Linked DNA regions of Mus musculus: all the other regions are linked to region 3. A link is a contact called in public Hi-C and promoter capture Hi-C data. All regions are on one chromosome and are shown on one strand. Each heading gives the region's core, a stretch centred on a gene start, on an enhancer-like site or on the middle of the called end of the contact. The rest is flanking DNA. Distances are from core to core; before and after follow the strand shown.

Region 1 (3,056 bases), core at 475-2,974, 510 kb before region 3:
CTTCTTTTGTCTCTATGTGTGATTCCTTCATCTCCACTTACCAAGTAACTATTAAAAATTCCTTAGGGGCTAGAATATCACCTCTTCTATTTAGTGATTATCCAAAGAGAAAATTATTTTCACCTCTGTGCTTTCTTAGCATTTCACAGACTATCTCAATCTTTCCTTCCTTCCTGTCTGTCTGCCTGACTTCCTCCCTCCCTCCTCCCTCCCTTCCTTCCTTCCTTCATTCCTTCCTGAGTCTCCTGCCTTGACCTCCTGAGTGCAGAGATGGCAGGCATGGGGCTATCCTTGCCTTTCTAAGATCCCAACCTCTATTTAATACAAGCTGCTATTTCCTTACATATTTTTTTCTTGATAATTTTATGATCCCAGGAAAGCATAAGCCATGGTTGTCGTCTTCTTGTTTGTTTTAACTTTGCTATTGTCTGTTTTTTCTATCTGCTCTAGCACAGAATTTGGCACATGGCAATGGGTTCCCTAAATGCTGTAGGGTAGGAGCAAATGAAACCTGATTTTAATTTCTGTAAACTTCAGGCACCTGCCTGTGGATGTTTTAAAGCTAGCTGTTAGCTTTAAAGCCTCAGGAATTCAGACCTAAGGCACCCTGGCTGCCAGGTGGGTGGGTCTGTGAAAGACCTCAGGGGCACAGGGCACTTAAACTGGCCACTTGCAGGATGAGGAAAAGCTGACATCTCAAGCTCCTGTTCTTAGTCATTTAGACCTTAGCCCTTGCTCTATCTCCCCTAAAGATCAGGGGGCAATTTAAAATCCACATCATAAACAAAACATAGTTAGAAAACAAGGACCTGGGCTGGTGAGATGGCTCAACAGGTAAGAGCACCCGACTGCTCTTCTGAAGGTCCTGAGTTCAAATCCCGGCAACCACATGGTGGCTCACAACCATCCGTAACGAGATCTGACTCCCTCTTCTGGTGTGTCTGAAGACAGCTACAGTGTACTTACATATAATAAAAAAATAAATAAATCTTTAAAATAAAAAAAAGAAAGAAAAGAAAAAGAAAACAAGGACCTTAGAAACAACACTGGTAGCCCACCCACTTCATTTTATAATTGAAGAAAATGGGGTCCTAACAACTGAAGAGGTGAATCGATGTTAGAGTTGATCTAAAACCCTGGTGTCTCCTTTCTATGCCATTGGGGCTGCTGTCATCAATAGGACCCCCAAATTGAGCTGCATGGATCCCAGATGACGAATTATACCTGATTATCTGCAAAACCTGGGTTTGGTCTAAAACCTTCCTGGGTTTCAGTTTCCTCGTCAGTCAAATGGGGTGCAGAATTAGCCTCTTGGTACAGCCCTGAGGGACGATGATGAATGTAAAATGAATTATTGGGAAATACCAACAAAACTCTGAGCGGGGAGAGATGATATAAGGAACTCTTGAGGTGGGTGACCAAAGACTTGGGTTCCACTCGGGTCATCTCCCTGGGCCGGTTTCCTCTGCAAAAGCAGGAAGCTGGCATGGCTGTAGGCTGCTGCGACAGGTCCAGCTCTGCCCACCCAGGCTGAGGCCCTCCCTGGGGGAGCGGGCGCATAGAGCCCGCCCTGGGGGGAAGGACGAGGGGTCTCGAGTTACCATCCTGCAGCAGTGCCGTCTTCTCGGCCGACCGCAAAACCTCCAACCAGCTAGTCACCGCCATCTTCCCTCCGCCCAGGAACGCGCCGGGCCACTGCCATGGCAACTACCCGACCGATGATCACTTCCGGATGACCCGGGAAGTATTCTGGGAACTGATTTTTTTTTTTTTTTTTCCCCTCTACCCCTTCCTCCCCCAATCCGTTTTCATTGGCTCCCATGGTGAGTTTATTTCTCTTTGCCGGGAGATTCTAACCTACTTTGGACCGGTCCTGGGGCCGGGTGGGGTGGGGATGCTCCCAGAACTTTTAGGGATCCAGCACCAACTCTCTTCTGGCCCCAGCTGGGAGTCCCTGGTTCACACCAGCTGCTCACAGTGGATGTGGCACGTCTGCTTCGGTCTTGCCCACCTCCAGCTGTGAGGGCTCCCTACATCTGCTGCGGCTGCACTCCACCTCCCTGCAGCTGCGGGGCTCAGACCCGCGCGATGGGGCTGCTGCGACAGGGACAGGTGCGCAGCGTGCCCACAACTTTCCCTGAAGCCTCACTCCCCAGGTTTTCTTCTGCGAATGCACATTGAGGCTAGAGAAAGATGATGCGAGGTTTATGTGACATGTCCCTTAGACTCCAATTCGTTGGGGAGATGAAGACTCTCCTAAAGATGTAGTCCGGTTCCCAAACCCGTCATCATTTTGGAAAAGTCTCTTGGAAGGGGACGCAGAGGCTGACTCTGCGCTATATTCCTCCCCCCACCCCCACCCCATGTTGTTTCCTTTCGATCCACACCTCCCCTACACCCACAAGAATCCCAACCTTTCCCTGGCTTCCCTCAGTACGACTAGGGTTGAAAGGCTGGTATGTGTGTGTGGCACTCGGATTAAATCACTTAAGTTTAACTGGGGTTTCCGAGACCTCTGAGAAAGGGACCTGTTACCCCTAAACCCCACCTCTATGCCAAATTATTAAGGGCTGGCTCTCAATCCTTTAACAGAAAGGCCAGGATCCAGCGCCCTTCAATGGACCCTCAGGGCATCGTGAAGGCCTTTCCCAAGCGGAAGAAAAGTCATGCAGATCTATCTTCAAAAGCACTTGCAAAGATTCCCAAAAGGGAGGTGGGAGAAGCTAGAGGTGAGCCGGTCCACCCTCACACACTGGAACGTTCAGCCTTCTTGTTTTCAGCTAGAGTCAGATTAACAGAAGTGACCTAACCTGTGGCCAAGATCAGGTTGGCCTCAAACTCGAAAAGCAAAACAAAACAACAAAAAAGGAAGTTTGCTGAAAAAAACAAAACAAAACAAAAGCAAAAACAAAAACAAAAAACCCCTGGGGGGTATCGCTAGCAAGCAAGCCTTTAGCCTTTAATCCCAGCACTTGGGAAGCAGAGGCAGGCAGATTTCTGAGTTCGAGGCCAGCCTGGTCTACAGAGTGAGTTCCAGAACAGCCAGGGCTACACAG
Region 2 (2,717 bases), core at 19-2,518, 610 kb before region 3:
TACTAATAATTAACATGTAGTTTAGAATTATGTAAGACATCTCACATTCTTTTTCCTGTCTAGCTCTTCAAAATCAGCTGTGTACCTCACTTATGCTTACAGCACGCTCAGACCTGGAGACCCTGCCTTTCACACACACAGAAAGAAGCCACATGTGATTAAAGTGGCCCCACAGATCCAATGGGACAGCATCGATCTGTACTTCTGAAGCTTAGATTGGTTCAGGTGGATCCAGTGGGTGGTATGGGAAACGGATCCCTAGTAATCTTGTAGATTCAGCTCTGCCTATGTAACGGCTACTAAAAAACCCCTGCTTGGCCACGTGCTGCTTCGTTTGGGAGCTGCGGACTCAGGATCTAGAAGGTTGGTTTTACCTCCCTCATTGTTGTCGAATCATACTGGGACAACCTACAGGACCTTGGTTGACATCCTTCGTGAGACCAAGGGCAATGGAACTTTCTAACGTCTGGCTTGCATTTTTTTAAGAATCTGGTTTGTGGCTTGTGGAAAGAAGGCATCAACCTGGGGAAGAGGAAGCCTCATGGGACCAAAAGGCCCCTTGAGGGCAGAGGCTCAACTTTGATAGTTCCTGAAGCCACAGGCTCCTCTTGTGACGTAGGTGGGAGTTTTCTGTGAACCTTTCAGCAATCTGTCTGTCTGTCTGTCTCTGTCTTTTTAATTTGGACAGTCTCTTGCTCTGTAGGCCAGGCCGGCCTTGAACTCATGGCCATCCTCCTGCCTTAGCCTCATGCCGGGATCACAGACGAGAGCCATCAAGCTCGCTTTCTCCATCCGGTCTTGAAGACACACGCTTCAACTAGATGTTCCTGGTGCTCCAGAAGATGGGGATGTCAGTGACCAGGTTGGGGTTCGCACCCCGAAATACAGGCGTGAGGGGCGGGTCTCGGCTTGGGCCCGCGCCGCCCCATGTGACCCGGTCCGACGTGGTGTCGCCTCCTCTCGAGGAGGCGGTGGCGTCTTCGGCTGTGCGTCGAGCCGGCCCCGCGGCCGCTCATGAGCAGCCAGGGCCGCTCGGGTCCCCCCGGGAACCGCGGGCCCAGGGAAGGCGAGGGCGGGGAGGCGAGGAAACTGCAGGAGGCGAGGGTCGCGCGGGGAAAGCAAGGGAAAGGGAAAGGGAAGGGGAAAGCAGGTACCGGGCACGGCGGAAGAGGAAGCGGGGCGGAAGGAAAGCCGGGCCTGCAGCCGGAGAGGAAGGCAGCGGGGCCGGCGGCTGAGGCAGGCCGGGGACAGGAAGGCGAGGGAGGCGAGGAGGAAAGGCCGAGAAGCTCCGGGAAGCGGGATGAGGGCAGCGCAGAGCCGGGGAAGGAGGAGCGGAGGGTCGGGGCCGGGCGGCGGGAGGACGACAGCCTGGAGAGAGGACAGGAGCAGGGACCTCAGGCGTGCGGCGGCATCCCGGGAACCCGGACGGCCATGGCGGAGGACGCGGCGGAGGATGCCGCAGCGGCGGCCGTGGAGCCGGCCACCCGTCCGGCCGCGGGGCCCGCGCTCTGGCGCCTGCCGGAGGAGCTGCTGCTGCTCATCTGCTCCTACCTCGACACGCGGGCCCTCGGCCGCCTGGCCCAAGTCTGCCGCTGGCTGCGGCGCTTCACCAGCTGCGACCTGCTCTGGCGCCCGATAGCCCGGGCCTCGCTCAACACCGGCTTCACGCGGCTCGGCACCGACCTGTAAGCGCCCGCTCGCCCGCCCGCTCCCCGCCCCGGGCCGGCCAGCGTCCTGGGAAAGGGCGGGGCGCCGAGGCCTGGTCGGCTCGGGACCGTGTGGCACCCGGAATACTGAAGCCCAGACTTGCCCCCCACCCCCTCCCTCTCCCCTCCCCCAGCACCCTCGAGGAATACTGGTGTCACCCCTCTTCAAGATTCCCCAACCCGAGGAAACTTCCGGAGAGCATTCCTCAGTCGGCACCCTCCCCCGTGGGCGGCTACTCACAGTTAGCCATCCTAAAATGAGTATTCCCAAAGGTTTGGCTCCCTGGGTTCCTTGCCCTGTGTCCTGTGCGACAGACAGGACCTGAAGGGTGACTCCTGCTGGTTCTAGGGCCCAGGCCCAGGTCCACCAACGTGGTTTTTGTGGCCTTTCGTCCTGCCCACCCTCTCAAAGGTTGTTAGGTTTCAGGGCTCAGATCAAATTAAATGTGCAGAAAAGGGCTCAGAACCTTAAAAAAACAAAAACAAAAACAAACAAAAAAACCTTTCAGTTCCATTGTCAACCTATTTTAGGACTTAATTCAGGTGGAAGGACCCACAAAAGATGTCTGTGTGAGGCATCAAGTTGGATTTGGGGTAGGCGGTATCCAAGATAGGCAGTTTGACCTAGTAATATCTGAGACCCGTGGATGCAAACCATTCCTAAAACACTCAGGCTGTTAAACAGGAAGGGGAGAGCGTGTATGACAGTCACAGAACTGGTCAGGATAAACGCTTTCAGACTGCACCCTGCTCTTGCTTTGTTGTAACATATGCGAATATAATAAAGTTTTAAAAAACCGTAAGAAATGATCATTTGATGCACTCCTATTTCCATTTTAAAAGTTTTTCAGTTGCACACCCCCTAACCCTACTACCCCCCACCCCCCACCCCACTTCCCCATCCTAACAGAATGAATGCTTAATGAATGATGTAATAGATTTGGAGGTATGTCATACGCCATGACATAATTTGTCTTGAATTAACTCCTTAGAATAAAAATTTCAAGGTAG
Region 3 (2,988 bases), core at 339-2,838:
TGTGCTTTGGTCCCACCGAGGTTCCTGGATGTTGATATTTAAGGGCAGGTCACCCATCTTCTGCAAGGTAGCAAGAATAAGGGTCAGGTCCAAGGACTTCCTTCACTTGGGAGACACTTTGGTGGCTCTGCCTTGGCCCCAGAAACTGACCAGTGCTTGCAGGTGCTCAAGGTCACTCCAGATCCATAAACAAGGGTGGGGGAGGAGTTGTTCCCTAGGTAGTGTTTTAGCCAGGAACATACAGCCACTTAAGAGCCGGAGGGAAGACCAGAACCAAGAATATAGCTTTCCTGACGCTGTGGCCTGATGCCAGATTTACGTGTGTGTGAGTGTGTGTGTGTGTGTGTGTGTGTGTGTGTGTGTGTGTGTGTGTGTGATTCCCCAGCAGCAGCTAATCTGGGGCAGCTATCTTGAGCTCCTGCTATAGGAGCACAGAACATGGATAACACACCCAAGCCCTTTCCAGCTTCAGGCCCCAGCTGCCCCAAGACTTAGATAAAAACTTCCAAGGCTGTTTGGAAAAATGACAGAAGGCAGCCCACACTCAAGCCCCTGATTGGAGGAGACATTAGGCACCTGAGGGCTGATCCGTACCAGATCTCAAACAGCACTGGAGTGGCAGCCATTTGTGAACATGTGAGCACCCACATAGCCTCCTCAAACCCACTTGCTTCCACTCCTACACAATAACTCCGGGCTCTCCCTGGTCCTGGGTTGAATAGAACTGACGCAGGCACCCACCCAACTCTCTCTGAGCCTCAGAAAAACCTCAGGAAAGGGCGAGATTCAATGGATGCCCCTCCGCCCAGCACAAAAAGGAATGCCAAGAACAGCCATCTGGCTGTGTTAGGCAAAAATCCTGCAGAGTGACTAATACCCTCCAACCCCACTTCCTCCCTCACAGTAGACACCGTCCCCACCCGACTTTCACATACTTATACACAAAGACAGGCACGCCCTCCCCAGCACACAAACAGGTTAGAGTCACACTGTATACACTAGTCAACCAACCAGAGTACCGTTACACACACACACACACACACACACACACACACACACACACACGCTCAGCCATATCTATCAGTTGCAGACATTTGAAAGCATGCCTAACACACAGCCTCAACCAACCCCTCCTTGTGCCCTACAGATCCTAACAGACCACGCAATATGGAATTCCCATAAGAGAGAGCACCTCTCTCAAGGCAAGCCTTCTGTTCTGAGCCCAAGCCCTCACCCCTCCACTTTGCTGATTCCCAAGGCAGCAGGCACTCACGCTTTCCGGGGTTTTCAGCCTCTAGAAGCTCTCAGACCCGCCTTCCTCACCGCTCTCCGCTTTCCTCCCAGCCATCACCGAGACGTCACGCGTGACGCTGAGCAGCAGGGAAGGGCGGGGGCTCCCTGAGCTCGTTCGCCTGACCCACCCCCCCTCTTGGCAGAGTTCCGAGACAGTGGATGTCCAGAGTGATTCTCCCAGACCAGGCCGTTGAGACCAAACCCGACCCAGTCCTGGGAAGCAATTCTGGCCTCCTTCCCAACCAGGGAGAAAAGGGGAGGAGCCGCCCCACTTGCCTCCTTCGCTTGCAGTCCCTTAGCTTGCCTCTGGAGGCACCCACCCCCGCAGCACCCAGTCTAGGTGCACTGGGTGCGGGTGAGCGGCGTGGAGGGCGGGCCTCTGAGGGTGCAACGCCCGGAGGGATTCGGATTACTGCTTGTTTACTTGATTGCTGCCTTGGCAATGGACTCTCCTTGCTTGCACCCTGGTCTGCTACTCCAGGTCTTAGAGGCTCCTTTTGCAGATCCTCGTCATTCGCATCTCTTTCCAGCCACATTGTTGTGGTATCTGTGCCCCTTTTGTGTTCCCAGTCCCCTTTGCCACCTAATCCCCAGCTCCACTGTGCCAGCAATTTTTTGTACCCCCAACACTTATCCGTACACAAACTGACGCCCCAGTCCTAGGGATGTGCACGGCCAAAGTTTCCCGTGATCTCTGCCTGCATCCAAGCAGGCGCATCAGAAAGATTCTTCTCCTAGTGGCCTGGGATCAGCTGCTGTATCGTGCGGCCTTTCCAGAACAGGGTGTCTCCGAAGGTGAAGAAGGCATTACACACACACATCCCTTATCCATCAGCACCCAGGGCACAGCGGCGACACAGCCATGTTCCAGCTTTCCTTCCTGCTGATCTCAGGCTCAGGTTCAGCTCTTTCGTTTGTGACATTCTCCCACAGAGACCTTAGGGATGACTACGGAAGGGATGGCAATTTCAGGAAGCTAGCGTGGCCCGGAGAAGACGTGATTCTAGTAGCCAGTGGAACCCAGCCAGTTCCAGAGCCTGGGTTCCAACGACCAGTTGGGGTTCAGAGTTGGGGCGGGCAGAGCCCAGAGGTATCAGACAGGTGAGAAGCTACAATCCGGACAGGCTACCAAAGGTGCTAGAAGAGAATGACTGGCGGTCTCAGCAGCCAATGGGATCCCAGGACCGCGCAGGGTAGCTCTATTCCAGCAGCTGCGCGGAGCGTGGGCGGGGTCCTTAGTTCACTGTATCGCGCCCGCCAGCGGGCGACAAGGGCAGCGGCGGCACACGGGACCAGGTGAGGTGGCCAAGTCCTAGAGGTAGCGAGGCAGGAGGTCCTACATGGGGGAGTCTGTTTTTTGGTTTACAGAAATGCTCTAGAGGGCGTGACCCCTGGTTTTGCACTAGCGATTTGTGGGGCTCTCTCCAGAAGATCACTCAGTCCTGGGATAGAGTCTTGCAGCGACTTTAGACTCACAACTGCAGCCTGGAGCCTGACATTCACCTGGGGGTGGCGGTGGGGGGCAAGCTCGACCGCAGCTATCCCAGGTCCTGAAGTCCAGCTCGGGAGGCTAGCCCCTACCCATATACATATACACACAGGAAAGATGCTGCAGTAAACTGTGTGGCACCCATTCTCCTCTCTCTCTTTAAAACTCAAGAGCCTGCTGTGACCCCCATCTCTACTCTCTGAGTG
Region 4 (3,075 bases), core at 564-3,063, 640 kb after region 3:
CCTATACTGCATGCTGTCTTGGGTCTGCCCTTGTCTTTTCTGGCAAACGTGTGTTACAGTTTAGTCCAGGTAATATCCCCAGATCTAGGGGATAAGAGCAGAATGAGGGAATAGGGGAAATTCCCAGGAGAACCTGGCTGCTGCTATTGTCAAACAGGTCTATGTAACCCTGAATGATCTACAATTTGCTTTGTAAATTGGGCTTAGTGGCACAAACCTTTATGCCAGCACTTGAGAGGCAGAGACAGGCACACCTCTGAGTTTGAAGCCCAGCCTGGACTACAAAGCAAATTCCAACATAGTGAGAGCTACATAGAGAAACCGTATCTTAAATTTTTTTTTCAGAAGAAAGAAAGGAACTATGTAGAGTAGGCTGCAAAGCCATTGATATCAGACAGACAGACAGACAGGCAGGCAGGCAGGCAGGCAGAAGAAAAGCGAGAAGAGGAAAAAAAGAAAAGAACTCACTATGTAGACCAGGCTGCATTTGGCTTTTTGAGACAGAGTTTCTTTGTGTAGCCCTGGCTGTCCTGGAACTCACCTTGTAGACCAGGCTGGCCTTGAACTCAGAAATCCGCCTGCCTCTGCCTCCTGAGTGCTGGGATTAAAGGCATGCGCCACCATGCCAGGCCTGCCTTTACCTTTGAGCCACTCATCTGATACTCAATTCCTAGCTCCACCATACACTGGCTAAGCGTGACCACAGGTAACCTCAACTCTTTTAAATTTCACTTCCTTTTTAAAAAGACCGAGGAGCTGGACCCAGCTCAAAGGCAGACACAGATCTATGAAGCTTGAGGCCAGTTTGGTCTACACTGTGAGTTCCAGGACAGTCAGAGCTTCAGAGACCTTGTCTAAAAAGAAACCAATAACAGTAAGTACCAAGGAATACCTACTGCTCAGGGTCAGTGTGGGTTCAACAAAAAGGAAATTCTTGAGACTTCTTAGGGATCGCAAAGTGCCTGTTTGCTATTCGCACCGCACACTCAGGCCCTTTGATTCCTTAGTCCCTTTTCTTGGAATCTCAACGTGAGGATCTAAGGAGCTCTCAAACGTCCCGTCCCGTTTGAGGAGAAGCAGCTAGGATTGGGCTCTGGCTCCCAGCAGAGGCGGTCCCCGGCAGACGGAGCCCAATGAGTGAGTGCAGTTGTAACTCAGCGTGTGCTGTCAAGAACGCAGCAGCAACCGGATGCTGGCTGAAGGGATACACTATTGTTTTCCCGGGTCAGAGCCCTGGGCGCACCCTCATATCCCAGTCTCCCGGGGTTTCTCTTTGCTGGTGCCTGGAAGTGGGGGTAGATGTGAAGTTAGACCGAGTTGTGAGTGGCGGTAGCCAGTGTCTTCCTCACTTCTTTCGATGCGATTTCCCCAGTGAACCATTTGCTAAGCGCCAGACCAAAGTCCTAGGCTTGCACACAATTCCTACTTGGAATCACGTTATCCTGCTCTTAAAGAAAAGTCACCCATCAGCCCACAGCAAAGAGGATAAGGAGAAAAAGAGGGGAGGAGAGAGCGAGAAGCTAGAGGCAGAGGGAACAGCAGATTGCGCCTAGCCAATGGAAAAGGCAGGACAAGGTGGCACCAAATTCTCTTTGGCCAATGACAAGACGGGCTTCACAGGAGGCACATTAGCATTTATCCCCAGGCAGGGGGTTGGAGCAGCGCGCCCTGTTGATGCCTTCAGCATCCCGGCGCCTCCAAGGTCTACTCTGGAATCTACTTGGCTTTCTTTCCCGTTCTTGGTCCCGCCCTCTCTCTCTCCCTCCCTCCCTCCCTCCCTCCCTTCCTCCCTCCCTCCCTCCCTCCCTCCCTCACCTCCACGCCTGGCTTCCTTGGCTAGCTATCTCTGCGCTCTTTACCCTTTGCTGGCAGCCGATAAAAGGGGGCTGAGGAAATACTGAACACGGTCATCCCATCGCCTGCTCTACCCTTTAAAATCCCAGCCCAGGGAGATCTGTGCACAGCCAGACCGGGCTGAACACCCATCCCGAGAGTCAGGAGGGCAGGTTTCCAAGCGCAGTTCCGCCACTCGCCTACACCAACGGGCTCCGGAACCGAAGTCCACGCTCGATCTCAGCACTGGGAAAGTGAGGCGAGCAACTGACTATCATCATGCCGGCCCACATGCTCCAAGAGGTGAGCTTCCAGAAGCGGCCCTCGCTCCTTGCACTGGCCACGCAGCTAGGTGACTGGTCCCGGGAGGAGAAAGTTGAGAGTTCTCCGGACTACTGGGCTTTCTCGAATTCTGACGTGACCGGTTGGTTGAGAGGTGTAGATTGTAATTTGGGCAGATGAGTCCCAACTTTCGTGCCTTTAGCTTTAAAGCAGCGGTTCTCAATTTTCAAGATGCTGCGATCCTTTATTTACTACAGTTTTTCATGTTGTGGTGACCCCCTCCCCCCCAACCATAAAATGATTTCGTTGCTACTTCATAACTTTAATTTTGGTACTGTTTTGAATCGTAATGTAAATATCTGTTTTCCGATGGTCTTGGGCTGCCCCTCTGAAAGGGACATTTGACCCCCAAAGGGGCTGAGCGTGAGACACAGGTTAAGAACCGCTGCTTTAAAGAAAAGCCCGTCCTACCGATACTTGTATAACTTACACGGGGATCCCTTTGTGTGTTACTGAGGCTATAAATGTTTCATTCTTCTTTCCTATTTCTCTCTCTCTCTCTCTCTCACACACACAACACACAGAGAGAGACAGAGAGAGAGAGCCCCACAGATCGGCCTCCCCCGACTGAATTTTTTCTTTGCAGATCTCCAGTTCTTACACGACCACCACCACCATCACTGCACCTCCCTCCGGAAATGAACGAGAGAAGGTGAAGACGGTGCCCCTCCACCTGGAAGAAGACATCCGTCCTGAAATGAAAGAAGATATTCACGACCCCACCTATCAGGATGAGGAGGGACCCCCGCCCAAGCTGGAGTACGTCTGGAGGAACATCATTCTCATGGTCCTGCTGCACTTGGGAGGCCTGTACGGGATCATACTGGTTCCCTCCTGCAAGCTCTACACCTGCCTCTTCGGTGAGCAGCGCCCCTTGTCTTGGGCCAGTGCCTCAGATTT

The links. Promoter capture Hi-C pulls out the DNA fragments that hold promoters and counts their contacts. Hi-C and Micro-C count contacts between places; a contact is called where the count stands out from the background. Capture Hi-C pulls out chosen DNA fragments and counts their contacts.
Region 1: a contact with region 3 is called in a promoter capture Hi-C map of adipose tissue. The contact joins the promoter of Dpcd here to the promoter of Sfxn3 in region 3. A contact is called at or near these places in 2 of 484 Hi-C or Micro-C datasets (LSK cells and embryonic stem cells), 7 of 115 datasets of contacts at active chromatin or transcription factors (SST interneurons, bone marrow-derived macrophages, extraembryonic endoderm stem cells and 4 more) and 4 of 9 other capture datasets (adipose tissue, embryonic stem cells, liver and 1 more).
Region 2: a contact with region 3 is called in a promoter capture Hi-C map of erythroid cells, with 8 times the contacts expected there. The contact joins the promoter of Fbxw4 here to the promoter of Sfxn3 in region 3. A contact is called at or near these places in 4 of 39 promoter capture datasets (the 3T3-L1 cell line, cranial neural crest and erythroid cells), 3 of 115 datasets of contacts at active chromatin or transcription factors (astrocytes, microglia and pancreatic cancer cells) and 1 of 9 other capture datasets (adipose tissue).
Region 4: a Hi-C map of muscle stem cells shows a contact between it and region 3, with 2.4 times the contacts expected there. The contact joins the promoter of Scd1 here to the promoter of Sfxn3 in region 3. A contact is called at or near these places in 1 of 39 promoter capture datasets (stem cell-derived epiblast-like cells), 1 of 484 Hi-C or Micro-C datasets (muscle stem cells) and 1 of 115 datasets of contacts at active chromatin or transcription factors (pancreatic cancer cells).

Annotation. Positions count from the first base shown.
Region 1 is chr19:45,559,253-45,562,308 of GRCm38.p6, reverse strand. It overlaps Dpcd (deleted in primary ciliary dyskinesia), which reads right to left and starts at 1,724. Exons shown (of 6, transcript NM_172639.3): 1 at 1,602-1,724. The coding sequence starts at 1,665. Poll (polymerase (DNA directed), lambda) reads left to right here and starts at 1,745. Exons shown (of 9, transcript NM_020032.3): 1 at 1,745-1,823; 2 at 2,593-2,729. The coding sequence starts at 2,618.
Region 2 is chr19:45,658,744-45,661,460 of GRCm38.p6, reverse strand. Fbxw4 (F-box and WD-40 domain protein 4) reads left to right here and starts at 1,268. Exons shown (of 9, transcript NM_013907.2): 1 at 1,268-1,685. The coding sequence starts at 1,432.
Region 3 is chr19:45,046,176-45,049,163 of GRCm38.p6, reverse strand. It overlaps Sfxn3 (sideroflexin 3), which reads right to left and starts at 1,588. Exons shown (of 11, transcript NM_053197.4): 1 at 1,274-1,588; 2 at 1-60. The coding sequence starts at 57. It also overlaps a transcript of Pdzd7 not described here.
Region 4 is chr19:44,406,447-44,409,521 of GRCm38.p6, reverse strand. It overlaps Scd1 (stearoyl-Coenzyme A desaturase 1), which reads left to right and starts at 1,813. Exons shown (of 6, transcript NM_009127.4): 1 at 1,813-2,136; 2 at 2,762-3,035. The coding sequence starts at 2,113.